Regions from separate parts of the Gossypium arboreum genome. Here regions 2 and 3 are each linked to region 1. The links are chromatin contacts, called in public Hi-C maps. All regions are on one chromosome and are shown on one strand. The core of a region is the stretch at or near the end of the contact, and the rest is flanking DNA. Distances in the headings are between cores, read along the strand shown. Region 1 holds the start of LOC108462022 (probable protein S-acyltransferase 6). Region 2 holds the start of LOC108462868 (autophagy-related protein 8C-like). Region 3 holds the start of LOC108461406 (probable beta-1,3-galactosyltransferase 2).

Evidence for each region. A called contact is a pair of places that touch in the nucleus more often than the background predicts.
Region 2: a contact with region 1 is called in a Hi-C map of leaf, with 4 times the contacts expected there. The contact joins the promoter of LOC108462868 here to the promoter of LOC108462022 in region 1. A contact is called at or near these places in 2 of 5 Hi-C or Micro-C datasets (both in leaf).
Region 3: a Hi-C map of leaf shows a contact between it and region 1, with 5 times the contacts expected there. The contact joins the promoter of LOC108461406 here to the promoter of LOC108462022 in region 1. A contact is called at or near these places in 2 of 5 Hi-C or Micro-C datasets (both in leaf).

Annotation. Positions count from the first base shown.
Region 1 is chr13:68,034,111-68,039,227 of ASM2569848v2, reverse strand. It overlaps LOC108462022 (probable protein S-acyltransferase 6), which reads right to left and starts at 2,886. Exons shown (of 5, transcript XM_017762028.2): 1 at 2,773-2,886; 2 at 2,530-2,700; 3 at 2,192-2,455; 4 at 1,888-2,121; 5 at 1,192-1,699. The coding sequence starts at 2,838. The coding sequence ends at 1,523. It overlaps LOC128279238 (a long non-coding RNA gene), which reads left to right. Exons shown (of 11, transcript XR_008277404.1): 10 at 115-192; 11 at 303-566.
Region 2 is chr13:68,449,239-68,454,355 of ASM2569848v2, reverse strand. It overlaps LOC108462868 (autophagy-related protein 8C-like), which reads right to left and starts at 2,834. Exons shown (of 6, transcript XM_017762777.2): 1 at 2,733-2,834; 2 at 2,538-2,586; 3 at 2,182-2,237; 4 at 2,032-2,084; 5 at 1,303-1,421; 6 at 830-1,215. The coding sequence starts at 2,574. The coding sequence ends at 1,094.
Region 3 is chr13:68,347,922-68,353,038 of ASM2569848v2, reverse strand. LOC108461406 (probable beta-1,3-galactosyltransferase 2) reads right to left here and starts at 2,650. Exons shown (of 11, transcript XM_017761252.2): 1 at 2,128-2,650; 2 at 1,514-1,610; 3 at 1,364-1,428; 4 at 1,068-1,279; 5 at 885-948; 6 at 274-346; 7 at 11-131. The coding sequence starts at 2,237.

The DNA.
Region 1 (5,117 bases), core at 1,637-4,136:
AAAAGTCAATTTTGTTGCAGTCTTAGTTTGACATAGTGTTTTTAATTGCAAAATTTTGATAAACTTTTTAGTGTTTTGTTTTAGTCTCTGATCTTGTATTTGATGGCATGGCAGAACACATTTATCCAGGATGGGAAGGAGATGGCATTAGTGCTTTATACTTATCGCAGCTATGTCAAAGCACTTCCTCAAGTATTTTAGCCTTAGCTGATTCTAATTTATACATATTTTTAAGGTAAACAATGTTCTAATATAATCTGCTAGTTTTAGTGTAAAGCAATGTTCTTTTTTATGTGGTGTAGGGGGTATGTTGGAATTCACAGTTCGGGATTCAGAAACTTGCTGCTGAAATCGGAGCTGCTTCGATCTATTGTGGATTCTGGTTTTGAACATCCTTCCGAAGGCAAAGTTTTAAACTCATGTCTGATGTTAACATTTGTGAATTCCATGAATTAAGTGATTTTGTTTTTCTTGCTTTTAGTGACTTATAATGGTGGGCAGTATATAAGTTTGGTGCTTTATTATTTTGATTCTATATTTATATTTAATCTAATTTTTAATATTTATTTTAGTTTTGATTCTATATTTTTATTTTTATTTTAATTTGATAATGAATTTTAATAGAAAATTTTATATTTAAATCATGGACAATATTCTTCTCAATATTTTGATAATGAATTTTAATTTTTTTATATATATATATATTTTTTTTAAATTTCATGACCTATAGCGGCGTTTGTTGGAAAAGCGCCGCCAAAGGTCCTGACCTTTGGCGGCGTTTGGGGGAAAAGCGCCGCCAAAGGTCCTGACCTTTAGCGACGTGTTTTCAAATAAACGCCGCAAAATTTTGCAGCGCCGTCTATAGCGGCGTGTTTTGCAGCGCTTACAAAAACACCGTTAAAGGCCTAAAAAAACGCCGCTAAAAGTCAGTTTTGCTGTAGTGAGAAGAGCAATAATAACAGATTGTCCTAAGATGATTACAACTTTCACTATGGATTTAGACTTTACGGTGCATGCCAAAGCTAACCCACTTTAGTTGGATTTTCATATTATTCTTACTGTTGTCAATAAGAAACAGCAGTATAGCATTAGAGTTACATTGCTTACTATATTATTTTTTGTTAGATTAACTCTTAAAACACAAAAATTAAACATATAAACCTTATACGATGAGCAAGAATTTGACCAATGTTATCTATCTTTAACATAAATAGTATCTGATACATTAATTGATTGTAATTTATGAAGAAATTTATTGCTACAAGGGCCACCAGCATGATATTATTGATCGGCATCGTCACAGTAGTCCTACTGCACTACCTCCATTCATTGACAACCATAGAATTCGAGTAACATAGTTTGTATTTATAGGTACTTGCTATTTGATATCTCTTTTGTAAAAATTCTTGATCTGCATTTGCTTTTTAAACGTTTTAACAGTATGTCCAAGCAAATACTGTTGCTCTCATGAAAGAAGCCATTCAACTCAGGCTTTGCCACTATGTTCTGAACTTTTAAATGATCAGCCAAGAGGAGGCATCTCATCTTCCACGTTCCACCTTGGCATTGCTTCAGCCCTAAAATCAACTCTGGAAGGAGGTAAAGGTGCAAACAACACTTCCGTTATATTACCTATTATTCCTTTGTCATATGGTTTGGGAGAGCCCTCATAGCTATTCCGGAAATTCTCGTATGCTGTCTGCATAAGATTGAAGGAAAGATATGATGCATTAAACTTCACAAATCACCACAGCTGCAAGCAAGTAATCTGAATTAAAGTGGTCATTTGCATATATTTCGATGTAGTCTTGGTCCAGTATTTAAATTGTTGTAGCTAATTTATGGCAGTCAATTGTAGTAAAAACAGTCATTAAACCAACTCTTCACCTGATTTATTGCAGTTAAATAGGAGTGGAAGATAGCAAGGCCACCTAGGAACCAAATGGCAGCAAAGCTAAACAATGTCAATGCCAAGGTTTCAGGGCAGTTCATCAGCATTCCAAACAACCCGATACCACTTTCCAACACTCTTTGGTGAATCCTCCAACAAGAGAAAGCAAATATGTAGATAAAGAACATTAATGCTGTTATCAAGAATGCCAAACAGAACCGATAGTTTCTCTGCATTAAATAACGAAGTTTCAGTCAAATATTTGGAAATGAAATGTATGTGAAAGCATGCCGACCATACCAGTGCAATACACTGACCAATCCATGGACAGTGGTGATCAAATTTTTCAACACAGTTGTCACAGATGGCGCAATGGCAACTCCTTGGAGGTCTAAAAATCCTATAAATCCGACAAAATTTTAGTTTCAGTTGAACCCCATTAATAGTTACCTTCTTCCTCCTACTCCCATTACTGCTATCAGTATCTTCAATAGATGATTGTTGAGTGCTTCGGGGAGTGATTCCAGGGTCAATGGCTGTAACCAGAATCAAGTTGACAATAATCTGCAATGAAAGGATCATCATTTTCTAACTGCTGTAATAAGTTTTAAAATATACATGGAGTATGCGGAACAGACCACTATAGTTAGAATCAAACATATAGTGATAACAAGAGTGGGGTTAGTATTTTGCAAATCATTTGCAATGTAAATGGTGAAAATCCAAGTTGAAATCAGGATAGAAACAGATGTCAGGAACAACCCTCTTTGATCTGGACCGCATACAAGTCGGCCATGACAAAAAAATACCTGCACATAATATTATAATTAGCGAGCAAGAAAACGAAGTATATATATATATTCACAAGAGGATAAGGTTACATTGTTCCCTGGCCAAACTTGGTATGTTCTAGTTCCCTTTGCAGCATTTATTTCCATGGCAACCATACTGTTGGAATCATAGATCTTTTGCTTAGATTTGATATTACGCTTAAAAGGGGAGACTGAAAAACGAAGCAACTTTTGAAGGGGGAAGTAATAAAATAAACTGGAAAAGCGGTTTTCCCTTAACTATATGGGCCGACAAACTCCCAGGCCCAAGGATGGGGATCGAAACGCAGCGTTTAAAGGTGTGTCGGTGCCGCTTAATATTTTTATAATTATAAACACAACATGAAATTTTATACAAATATATCTGAAAAAATAATGTTATCCAATACTGATTTCAATTGGTGGGATTAAAAATCAGTGGAAATATTAATTTAAAGAAAGATAAAAAATTAATTTTAATTATTTTATTTATTTTGAATAGGAGAAAATCAATTTCATCGCAACTGATATTATCAGTTTCCCATTATTTATCTCTCTACACTGAGATGTCATGTGCTTTGAAGTTTAAATACAGACCATTTTGCACCATCACCTTCATCTAATTGCAACCACATTTTATTTTTAAAATTAGTTAAATCATTTGTATTTAGGTGTTAAATTGTTACAAAATTTTATATATATAATGAAATATTAAACATAGCTTAGGCTCAAATCTCGGTTTAAGTTTATTTTTATAAATTTTGTATAAAAATATAAAAGAAAAAAACAGATTTTACATATATGAATTAGAAACATTTATTATGTCAACCCTTCCTACTAACTCATCTATGCTACTATTACATCAATAATTATTTTCCAACTTAAATTAAACCAAAAAAAAAAAACTTTCTCCGCGTCAAATTTTGGGTTCATGATTAACCCACAACTCAGCCCCTCTTCATGTGGATTTGGCTTTCTTTTTTCTTTTTTACTTTGTTCTCCATTATCTTTTTCTATCAATTATTTTATTTTATTGTAAATATAAAAAGAAATTAACTTTTCCTTACCAGAGTGTTGATTTAATTTTGATATTGAAAATTAGGCTTTCATTTCTTGAATCTTGAACAAGTTTTCTTTTTAAAAAATATATATATAAACTACTCGCATTTTCAGAAATTTCATGACAGAAAAAATAAAGTAGTTGAGTACTAAGAAAAATTAGTTACCTATTTTCTTAATACGAAACTTAACCGGATTTGAAAGAGTTAATAACATTGCACTTATCGTCTTTTAACCGATTGAGAACCTTGGAAGTCCACTATTATACACAGCGTTTGAGGGAGTAGCCAACGATTATTCCACGGACGAAGCAAATTCGACGTAGTTCTGAACATTTCTCAACATTTCTTGATGGGTGAAGAAATTATTAAATAAAAATTCCTATGACAAAAGTAGTAGGGTCAAATCTATATAGATTAATTATCCAATTTCGCCTTTCCTTATGATCAGAATTACTGTCGTGATAATAGTCGCATCCACGACTCATGACAAACTTGCTAAAAAAATAAATAAATAAATAAATAAATAAGGGGAGATGAAGATGTTTAGAAAGTAAATAAAGTGAAATAGCAGCAATAAACAATTATATTAATCGGAAAAAAATAAGAAAATAGAATTGAATTCAGTAAGCAGTAATATAAAGTCTTAGCCTTACACTCGATGAATTCCAGTACAGAATTAATCCTTGAAAAAAGGTTTTTTCCTCCAAACCATAAGCTGGCTATAGTGACCAAGAACTTCCCAACCGTCAATTCTTCATTTTGTAGTCAATTCTAGTACGACCTGTAAATCAACTCTTACCGATTGTCTAACCGCGATATACACGTTCGTAATTCAAGACCCCGACAGCCTTGCATTTTGAAGAACCCAACTCGGATCAATGATCTCAACCGCATGGGTCGTTTAAATCCGATTACTATCTCCCTTGACAAAAATATCACTAGTATAAGCCCGCCAGAATACGCCAAATTGTTCGCAAAAATTCGAATACAGCATGGCCCACTCGACTTCCCAACTGTACGCCAAAACAACTCCAACCCAATGTACACTTTGTGTTGAAATTGAATTAACTTTAAATGATGAATTTGCACTATCCCATATTCTGAAAAGATGATGAATACTGTTATGAAAGTTTTTTAATGCGAATTCATTTTCTCATGATTTTTGACCAAAAAGAATACTGACCTAAAGCTAAGTAGAAATTTAGTGAAACATGAGATTAATCATGCTAGTTGGTGTATGTAAATGGATTTAGTGGAAACAGTAGAAGGTGGAAAGGGAAGGGACTTAGGAAGCAATTGAATAAATTTGTAAAGAAACAAGGAAAAGGAAATAAAATGATAGAATGCTACTGACAC
Region 2 (5,117 bases), core at 1,585-4,084, 420 kb before region 1:
TGAGCCAAAATCACAATTTCAATTAAAGAAAGAAAAACTCAGCAGAAATTGAAGAGGAGAGAGATGTTAGAGACAAATTCTCTTTTGCTTTTAGGTATTTTGACAGCAAAAAATAGGTGATGTGACTAATGTTGACATGTAAAAAATGTGATGCACAGTAATTTACTAAAAATGATTTTATAATGACGAGAATTTCATGTACAAAAATCAAAATTTATTCATTTATTTAAATTTTATGTTTAATTTAGAGATTTATTTATTTTAATTGATTCACAAATAATTTTACTTGCTTACAGGTGTATTATAAATATATTTTAAGATTCTAAGTTGTTAATTATATATTTACATTAACAGTTCTAACTTAAAATTTTTCTTCTCATTAATTAAAACACATTATATTTTCATAATATTACAAATATATTATATTTCAAAAACATATACACACTAAAAACTAGGCGAGCTTGCAAACCCAATACATTTTAATTTTGTAATGTTATTTTTATTTTTATGAAATTTATCACGGAAAAATTAAATATTAAAATATAATACTATAATATAAATATTTATAAAAATAATAAGCTGTCCATGTTTCAAATTTTTAATAGAACACAAATTATATAAAATTATTGATATTAAAAACATATGGGCAGCCTAACATTACAGATATAAAATGAATTTGATAGAATTTGAGGATAATATTTTGGATCGAGCTTGAGCAAGCTTGTATAGTGTTCACATCATATATAGGCAGGACCCAAATCCAACCCACCAGACATCGTCGAACCCCAATAAATCTTTGGATGCACCTTAAGAAATTCCCAGACTAAAATTTCATCAAGATACACTATATCTAATTGGCATTCAGATTCAGCTACTTACATATTCCAAAGTACCAAGGCACACATCCACATCAAAGCAAACTTTGCTTAATCCATAAATATTAGTTACCAACTTCAGAAGAAATAGTCAAAGGAGGCCATTTAACACAGAATATTGAACTAATAATATAAGCAAGACAACATCCACCTACAACTAACACACAGCAAAAAGGATTTACATCTTAAACTAATTTTATTTTTTTTGCAAGCCATACTTACATGGATATATCTTGATCATATGCCTCAATGATCCCAAATGTGTTTTCACCGCTGTAAATCATGTAAAGAAAACCATCTTCGTCCATGTTTTCCTCGTATATGGCAGACAACATAGCAGCTGCACAGACATGATGACACACCGTTTAACAAAACAAGAAACACGGAAATTAAGACAAGAGTGGGAGATCTACAAGGTTCAACTCACCAGTTGGGGGTAGAATGTTCTTCACGAAAATGAATATAGCCTTCTCAGGACTGAGCTTAATCCTCTTCCGTACAACATAGACAAATTGGCCAACCGTTAGATCAGCAGGAACCAGATATCTGCATTAATCCCAAGGGAAACCTTTAGTTTCAAAGGAAGCAAAGCTGAAATACAGCCGAGAAATGGAGAATCAGTGTTCAAAAATTGGAATCAGGTTCCAAAAGGTAAACATAGAAGGATCATATCAAAAACACCATCTTGTTGAAGAATATGCTTTACTCTACAAAACATAAGAGTCACATCATATTGAATAAAATCATATTAACTCAGAGCCAAATGGAAACAGAAAATAGATTAGGCAAAATTCAGAACTAGTATAAGAAAAGATTCAGTAGATCACATTGAAAGCATATCTAATTCAAGCATCAAATGAGATCATTTCTATGATATCTTTCCCTCCTCAAAAACCCCATAGAAATGGTTACCAACTCAGAAATTCTTGGTTCGAATTAGTTAGAACCTAAGGAATCCACAACTCTAAAGTAGAGAAGTCCAGAACCAAAATCAGAACCACAGTACAAGAAAAAGATAACACAAAAATTACCAAAAGAGATCACTAACATTTCAAAGCATTGATAAACTAATATCCAATAGCAACATTACATATTTGAAAAAATGTATGATCAAATTAATGTTCTTAAAGAAAACATGCAAAGAAAAATAACTGACTTTTTCTTATCAATCTCAGGTACATCAGTCTTCTCCGCCCTTTCAACAATCACCTACAACAAACAATCAAACAACAATCTGACTTTCTAATCATAGGAGAAAACAAACATGGGGCTGCATTGAAAAACAAAGCAACCAAACATTACATACCGGGATTCTGTCCGGATACTTTTCCCTAATCCGAGCAGCTTCAGCCTGCCTCCTTTCTGACACCAAAAATAGAAAAAGAGAAAAACTACACACTTTAACATCACAAAAAAAACATGATAATCCTCACTTATTCGAAACCCTAATTATCTGATCGGTCTGTTCCCTAAATCGGGCGTTCAAAATAGTTTCTATTCTTGGAAAAACAACAACACTATAAAAATTAAGAATTTCAACAACAAAAACAAATGAAAACTACAAGGGTTGAAGTAGAATAATTGGGGAAAATAATGAAATTGGGGTTTCACGAGATCAAAATCAATTGATATATGAAAAATAGTTAAAGGAGAAGAACGAACCCAGGGGATGTTCCAACTTAAAGGAGCTCTTGGCCATAGTGATTAAAATCTGCAACCAAAACGAAAAACGAAACAGTTCAATCAATCAAACATAGAAAAATTACTTGATTAAAGTTTAAAGAAATATATATATATATATATATATATATATATATATATAGAACAGATCAAGAGAGAAGGGGAGATGATGCCTACCGATTGAGAGATAAAGGAGGGTGAGAGCGTGAATCTGGGTTTCTAAATAAAGAAAAAGCAGAAAATAATTGCTTTTTATTATTGTAGTAGGAATTTGGTTCGACAACACATTGTAGAGTGCGATACGCCCAATGGCAAAGGCCCAAAGCCCAATTTTGATTATCTATAATTTATATACAACCACGAGTTTCGACTACATAATATCATTTATTTTCTCTTTTATTATTAAATTATTTTTAAAAAAATTATTACTTAAATAAAGGTATAAGCATAAAATAAAAATAAATTTGTGATTAAATTTAATTTGTAATTATTAATTTAAAAAATTGATATAAAAGTCATTGAGTTTTAACTCAATTGACATAGATATTGTTGCCAATACAGGAGCATGTAAGTTCGAGTGCGCTGAAGTGCATTATCCTTCTATTTATGGGTTGAGGAGAGATTATGAGTAATTCTAGGTATTGTGTTAAAAGAGCAGATATAAATAACATTAAATAGTTAAGCATATTCATTTAAATAGAATATATGAAAAATTACTAATAAAAATGGAGATGGTTAGCATTAATTAGTTAGAATTATGTAAAAAAAGTGGAACATTAAAGGAATGATTTTACGGAAAAGCAATATAAAATTATATTATTACAACAATAACACTAAAGAGTGATGGAGGATGATTTTAATTGATGATAAGGTAATATTATGATACTTTTTTTATTTTTATTTTCTATAAGCTTATACTATGTGAAGCAAGTACTTTAAATATATATATATATATATATATATATTTTTGTTGTTTGTTTGGTGCAAGCCAGAAATGTTTTATGAATTGGTTTTAAAAAGAAGTCAAATTTTAATAATTATTTTAATTATTATTACTAAATGTGTTAATCTTTTAGTGTAAATATTTTTCGGATTTATCATTAATTATTATTATAATTGCATGTTGTTTCACTTAATTTTTTAAAATTAATATAGTTTCAAATTTGTATATTATTTAAAATTAAAAAAATTATTAAGTAACAATAATTAAAAATATGTTATTTAAAAATTAATTAAAATGAACTACATAAAAATGAAACAAATGTGACGTTAAAATTTAGTAAATTAAAAATGGCCAAATTGGTAAATGCTGAGACCTCATATTTTGAGCCTCTATGATCAAATCTTATCTTGCATAAATTATGTGTGGACTCTACTCATAGTTATTTTAACTTAAATTTTGTTGTGTGGTAGTCTAGAATTATTCTTGCGTAAGTGTGGATTGAATGGACGGTGTAGTGCGTTTAAATTACTTTTTGTCTCATGCTACAATAACATTATAGTATCTAATCTCAACACCACCACTATTTTACATTAATTACAAATAAACACACCATTTATTTAAACCATAAATTATATCTAAATTGTAGTTTATAATAATTAATTTTGTTGCTAATGATTAGACTCATAGAGGGGGCGACCATTGAGGCCTAGGGACCTTAACTCCCCAATAATTTTGAAAACTTTAATTGTACAATTAAAATTTTTAAAAAGTTTAATTTAGAAAATTTTCATTAAATTTTTAAATTAAAAATTTTAATTACACTTTAATTTTTATTAAAACCCTAAAAAGAAAATTTAAGCCCAAATCTTAATACCAAAATCAATCCCAGCAAATGTATACTCTTTGTCATAATTAATAAATATGATTGTAATTATATTCCTCAAAATAAAAGTTATGAAAAATTATAAAAAATCATAATCAAACGAATAATTTCATAATAATTTGGCATAATGTACTTATGTTTCATTTTATTGTATAATATATTTGTTTATTTTTCCTATGTAGTAATTATGAAACAAGTCGTTGACAAAAATATATGAAACAAGTAAATCAGGTTTTAGTTCACTAATTTAGCTTGCAACATTTTTGTAGTAATTTAGAAGTTGAGGGTTGAAACGTATTTAAATTTCTTAAAAATTAGGAGTAATTTAACAATTATATTAAAAATTTTAAAATAAAAGTTAATAAAATAATGGGCAATTTTAAATATTAATTTGAATAATTATTGTATTTATTTTAATATCCCTATGAGTGGCCCGTCTTTATTTTCTCTCATCTACCTTTGTGTGGCAATATCTTCAGTCTTTGTCTATTTTCTTTTTGTGCCTTCATTTTTTTTGTGGTTTTTTTTTTGTTATTTCTAGTGGTTTTTAGGCGATCGTGTGTTTCAATGGAAGATGGGAGGGCAGTTTTGAGTATTTCTGATGGAGAGGAGGATACGTGGTAAATATCGAATAGTGTTGAACAAGATCAAGGGAATAGAGAGTTTTCAATCTTGTTGGTTGTTTTTTTGACAACCGGCATCATGAATTTCCAGTTGATGCATAGCACCATGGTCA
Region 3 (5,117 bases), core at 1,401-3,900, 310 kb before region 1:
CAGAACTTACCTATATTTACATGGACATCGTCATCGACTTTAACATAAAAATCTGCATCCCACAAAGCAACAGCAGTAGCAAAATATATCTTGGTCTTTGCAGACAATTCAAGGTAACCTTCAACATGGTCCTGCTTGCAATCGAAACAACATATTTCTTGGTCCATTATTTTCTCAAAAGCAAATAGTAATGGAATGTTCTTAAATAGGCTAGCATATTTTTAGCAGAATAGCCAAAACAATAAAAGATCAATAGTTGCCATAACAACCTACCAGCCTCAAGAAGTCTCCATGCTTCTTATCCTCTGCTTCAATTGCTCGGTCCAAAATACCACCCGATGTAGCACTGTATATGAAAAATTATTCAATTTAATTGCTTATAGCACCATTTAGAGTGTGTGCCAAGGAGATCGTAAGAAAAGAATAATGGGCATAACAGGATATGTAGGTCCCAAACTATTTGCAGACAGTATTTCATGACAGCGGAACGGCTATAAAAAGCAAGAAATATCGTCACCATCTTTGGCTGGAATATCAATATATGATTATTGGTTAATGGTAAATTTTTATCTTATTCGAGCAAAAGTTAACAAGCCATCTTCGGGTGTCGTCAATATTGAACCGAACCAGTGTCTCATTTCCATGAGAAATAAAAACCAAGTCTAATAATAAAAGTAGCCTTGAAAAGGCATACCATGCAAGGCAACACAGTGCTAGAGTGGTTCATCAAGTTTGGTTCTGTAAGCTTCCTTAAACTTAATCATCCATAAGGATCCAAAGGCAATGAAGAATACAACTAAGTTAATAGCATAAGAACAGCAAGAAAAAATATAATACTAGTTCACTTATAAAACAATACGATAGAAAGAGAATTAAACCATCACCTATGGCCAATAACAAAGCGAACGATAATGCCTTTTTCATCCTCCAATTTCTTCCTCTTTTCACCTATTTTCCAAAACAGATTTGATTCAGCACCCGAATTCGCATTAGAATATCAGGAAAGGAGCAGATGTGTGTTAAGGGAATGGGGGTATGGAAGGGTCAAAAAGAATCAATCCGACCACCTTGTGGCATCCATGTAGCACGAACTGAGTCTCTTCTTTTCCTGCTGCTGAAAGCCGTATTAATTCCGATAACCATCAGATACTTTCTCTTCCTAGATGATCCAACTCTACTCACATCTTCGGATAACGGAGAACCACCGTGTAAAGATTCTTGAGCCGCCCTTGCAGCAGCTAATTCCATCTCTAAGTTGGAAATAGTCTTATCCAATGTCCTACATCGAAAAATGACACAACCAGTTCATTGATCAGTCACTTAAAAATCAAATGAACCATAGTTAGACAAAAGCAATACTAACTGTATAGCATGGTGAGTCTTGAAAACCTCCCCGATGATGTCCTTTGATACATGCTTTTCTCCTTTCTGATACAAAGAAAGGAAACCAAACAGCTTAAAACCTACAAAACTTAACAAAAGGTTTATATGAATGCAAGTTAAAGAGACTCACAGCTTTTAGGTTACAACCCTCAGAAATGAGTTTTAATTTTTCAGCTTCTACGGCGGTTATCCGCATGATAGCTTTAGATTCAGGAACAGCCACCATCCTGTTACCAATTTTACACATTAACATAATGAAAACCCAAAATTTTACCTGTAATCCAAATTTGAACCAAAAATTTTTATATGTGCAAAAAAAGAAAGAAAACAAAAGCAGTAAAAATTTCAACTATAGTCAAGGTTCCCTATTGCAACTATTTAATTCTTCTGCACAACGATTATCAAATGATGAAACATCAATGAGATAAAAGCATTAAAATTAGAACGCTTAATATATGAAAATTGACTTGTCAATTGAAACCAACCTTATCCCAAAGGTTAGATCCAATTTTGCATTAATAGGCACACCAAATAAATAAGACCCACTAATAATCTCTTTTAAAAAAAAGAAAAAAAAAGAGAGAATTGAAACTCAACATGAACACAAGCTTGGACAAATAATTGTAAAAAGAAACATAACTCAAAAAATCTATTAACAAAGCAAATTAACATGGTTTCACCATTGAAATAAGGGAAAGCCAAAAGTTTTGAACTTTCAAAAAAAAAGAATGTAAAGGGTATTACCTATTGGTGAAGAGAATTCCAGCACAGAAGCAGCTCAAACAAAGAAGAAAAGTCCATTTCTTTGAAACAAAACTCCTAGTAGACTGCTCTGTTTTGCTTTTAAAAGACATATTTTCGAAACTTCCCAACCTAAAATCCCCTCTATTTCTCCAACACTAGCAATCAAAGAAGCAAAAAACCCATATGGAAAAAAAAAAACAGAAGAAGCTTGAGCCGAATCAAACGACAGTTGCAAAAAATGAGCTCCAACTTTTTCTCAGAAGAAGAGAAAGAAACAGAAACAGAGAACTCTGTTTTATTATGAATTGCTATTTTTATTCCTTTCTTTTTTTTGTTGTTGGTTTGTTTCTGTGTATAGATTCTGTGTGTCAAAGCCTCAAAAAGGGAGGTCTAACATTGCTTGCAGGCAAGGGACGTTGAACACAAGTGAGAGACGACCCACTACTAACCGCTTCTCTCTTGCTTTCTTCTTATACAAATTTACCATTTCATCCCTTTTTATTTATTTATTTACATGTGATGATATGTATTTATGCGCGGCTAAGCATGGTCGGGTTGGATCTCACCGCGCTTCGATTTTACTTTTGTTTTATGTTGAAGTTTCATTCATTTTATTCTTGAAAAATATTTTATATTAAATTTACATTAAAAAAAACATTTTTGAATTACTTAACTTAGAATTTGAGTGTCTGAAATTAAAAGAAATTTGGCTAATGTGACAGGTCGTAAATTAACTAGTTAATTGCAATTATTTTTTTAAGATTTTTTTGGGTTAATATAAAACTTGAATATTTTATCAATAAAGGTATATTTCTAACTTTATTTACGTAAATAGACCACTTTTTTCATTATTTACTGAAATGGGCAAAAAATATTAAAACGTGTCCATGTAGGAGTATTTTAGGGGGAAAATTCAACAAAACGCATCCTAAGAGAGCGATTTTGCCATGTCAGCACAAAACGCGCTGACGTGGACGTGTTTGCTAACATGGCAAAATCGCTCCCTCAAGAATGTGTTTTAGCCCTTGTTTTTCTAGGTTTAGGGCTATTTGCATGTTTATTGCCTAGGGTTTGTGGGTTTAGGGTTAGTGTTTTGTTAAAATAATTTTGGGTTTTATTTATTTAAAGTTTAAGAATTTTAAGAAATAAATTATGGTTTATAGTTTTAAAAAATAATAATTAAATTAGGTTTTAGGATTTTAAATAAATTAATTAAATTAGGGTTTAGAGTTTTTAAAAAATTTATTTAAATTAGGGTTTAGTTTTTTTAAATAATTTTTATGTTTAGCTTTTAGAGTTTTTGCAAAAGGGTTTAGGTTAAAGGTTAAGAAAAAATTATATTGAAAAGAATGATTTTATTTTTTTTCTACAATAGTTTCAAAAAATTTAATTTTGAGAAGACGGTTCTGAAAAGATAATGTCAAAAACGCTTCAAGCAGGATGGGCTGTCAACAAAATTACTAAAAAAAGCTTCCACGTGGACGCTGTTCTTCTACAGTAGTTCCTAAAAAAAATTGAGAAGACGGTTCTAAAAAAATAATGTCAAAATGCTTTAAGCAGAATGCACTATCAGCAAAATTACTGAAAAAAGCTCCTACGTGGACGCTCTTTTTCTATAGTAGTTCCTAAAAAAATAATTTTTAGAAGACGATTCTAACAAAATAGTGTCAAAAACACTTCAAGCAAGATGCACTATCAGCAAAATTACTGAAAAAGCTTCCACGTGGACGCTCTTTTCTACAGTAATGCCTACTTGGCCTTAGGCTATAAATGAGTCAAATTTCAAACTCAAGTTGCATAAGTTACAGCAAAAAAAAATTAGAGAGGCTAAGAAAAATAGAAATTGAAGATGAGTGAACGTATTAGTGTTGTTATTTACTATGATGGTGAGGTCCGTGACATCAAGAACAGTGTTATTTTTTTATCGGATAACACAACGTGACTGGTTTTTAACCATAACATAGATTTGACAGAACTTCGTAAAATATTTAGGAGTAAAATTTTTGGAACGAAGTCAATGAGAGTTTCATCTATTAAGTATCGATTTTGTGCTTCGATTGATCTCGTGACATATGACTCATGTGATATCAAAGGTGGTGTAACTTGGAGGCGATGGTGCAAACTCATCTTGTTAGTGGATCACCCTATCTTAAGTTATATGTACAATTTTTATTGCCAAATGAAGCATTTGCAACTTCAACATCTACTGCTGTTCAATAGGAATACATGACCTCTACCCGACACTCCGTCAGTGGTAGGCAGAACATGGAAGCGTCTGTGTTTGGTAGCAGTATGGAATACACAACTTCTATACGACACTCAGTTAGTGGACGGGACATACACCTCAGTAGTTTGATGTTTGATGGTAAAAATAGATACTGGGGAATGACATCAACTTCTAGTGGTTGGCAATTCATATCTGATTAGGGACGTTACGAAACGTCTACAATATGGGATGATGTACACCCTATGACGTCCATTAGCGAGGAGACCTCATACGTTGCAGATAATGGTGTGTTGGATGATGAGCCCGATGTTGATCCACCTCAAGAGCCTGACCCTGATAGTGTAGAAGTTGAATTATTTTCTAAACCGGAGCCTGTTCTAAACAAACTTGAAGACGGTGGAGGGGGTTCAGATGAAGAAGAAGAAGATCCCTGATTCAGGGCGTACTTGCCTCCAGCCCACATGTATAAGGTCGATCTATCGGCAGATGATGCGTTAGAGTTTCCAGATCTACCCACACAAAAGGCATGACCGTATAAGTTCATCATTAGATTCGGGTGAATTGGAAGTTGGCAAGGTGTTTTCTAGTAAGGATAGTTTTCTTGATTTATTGAAACAACATAGCATCATGAATAGGGTTAACTACTACGTGGTTAAATTCAAATCCAAAAAGTTTGAGGCCAAGTGAACAGTGCAATACGGTACATGTTCATGGAAAATCATAGCTTCAGTTAGGAAAATGACAGGCTTATGGGAGATAAAAA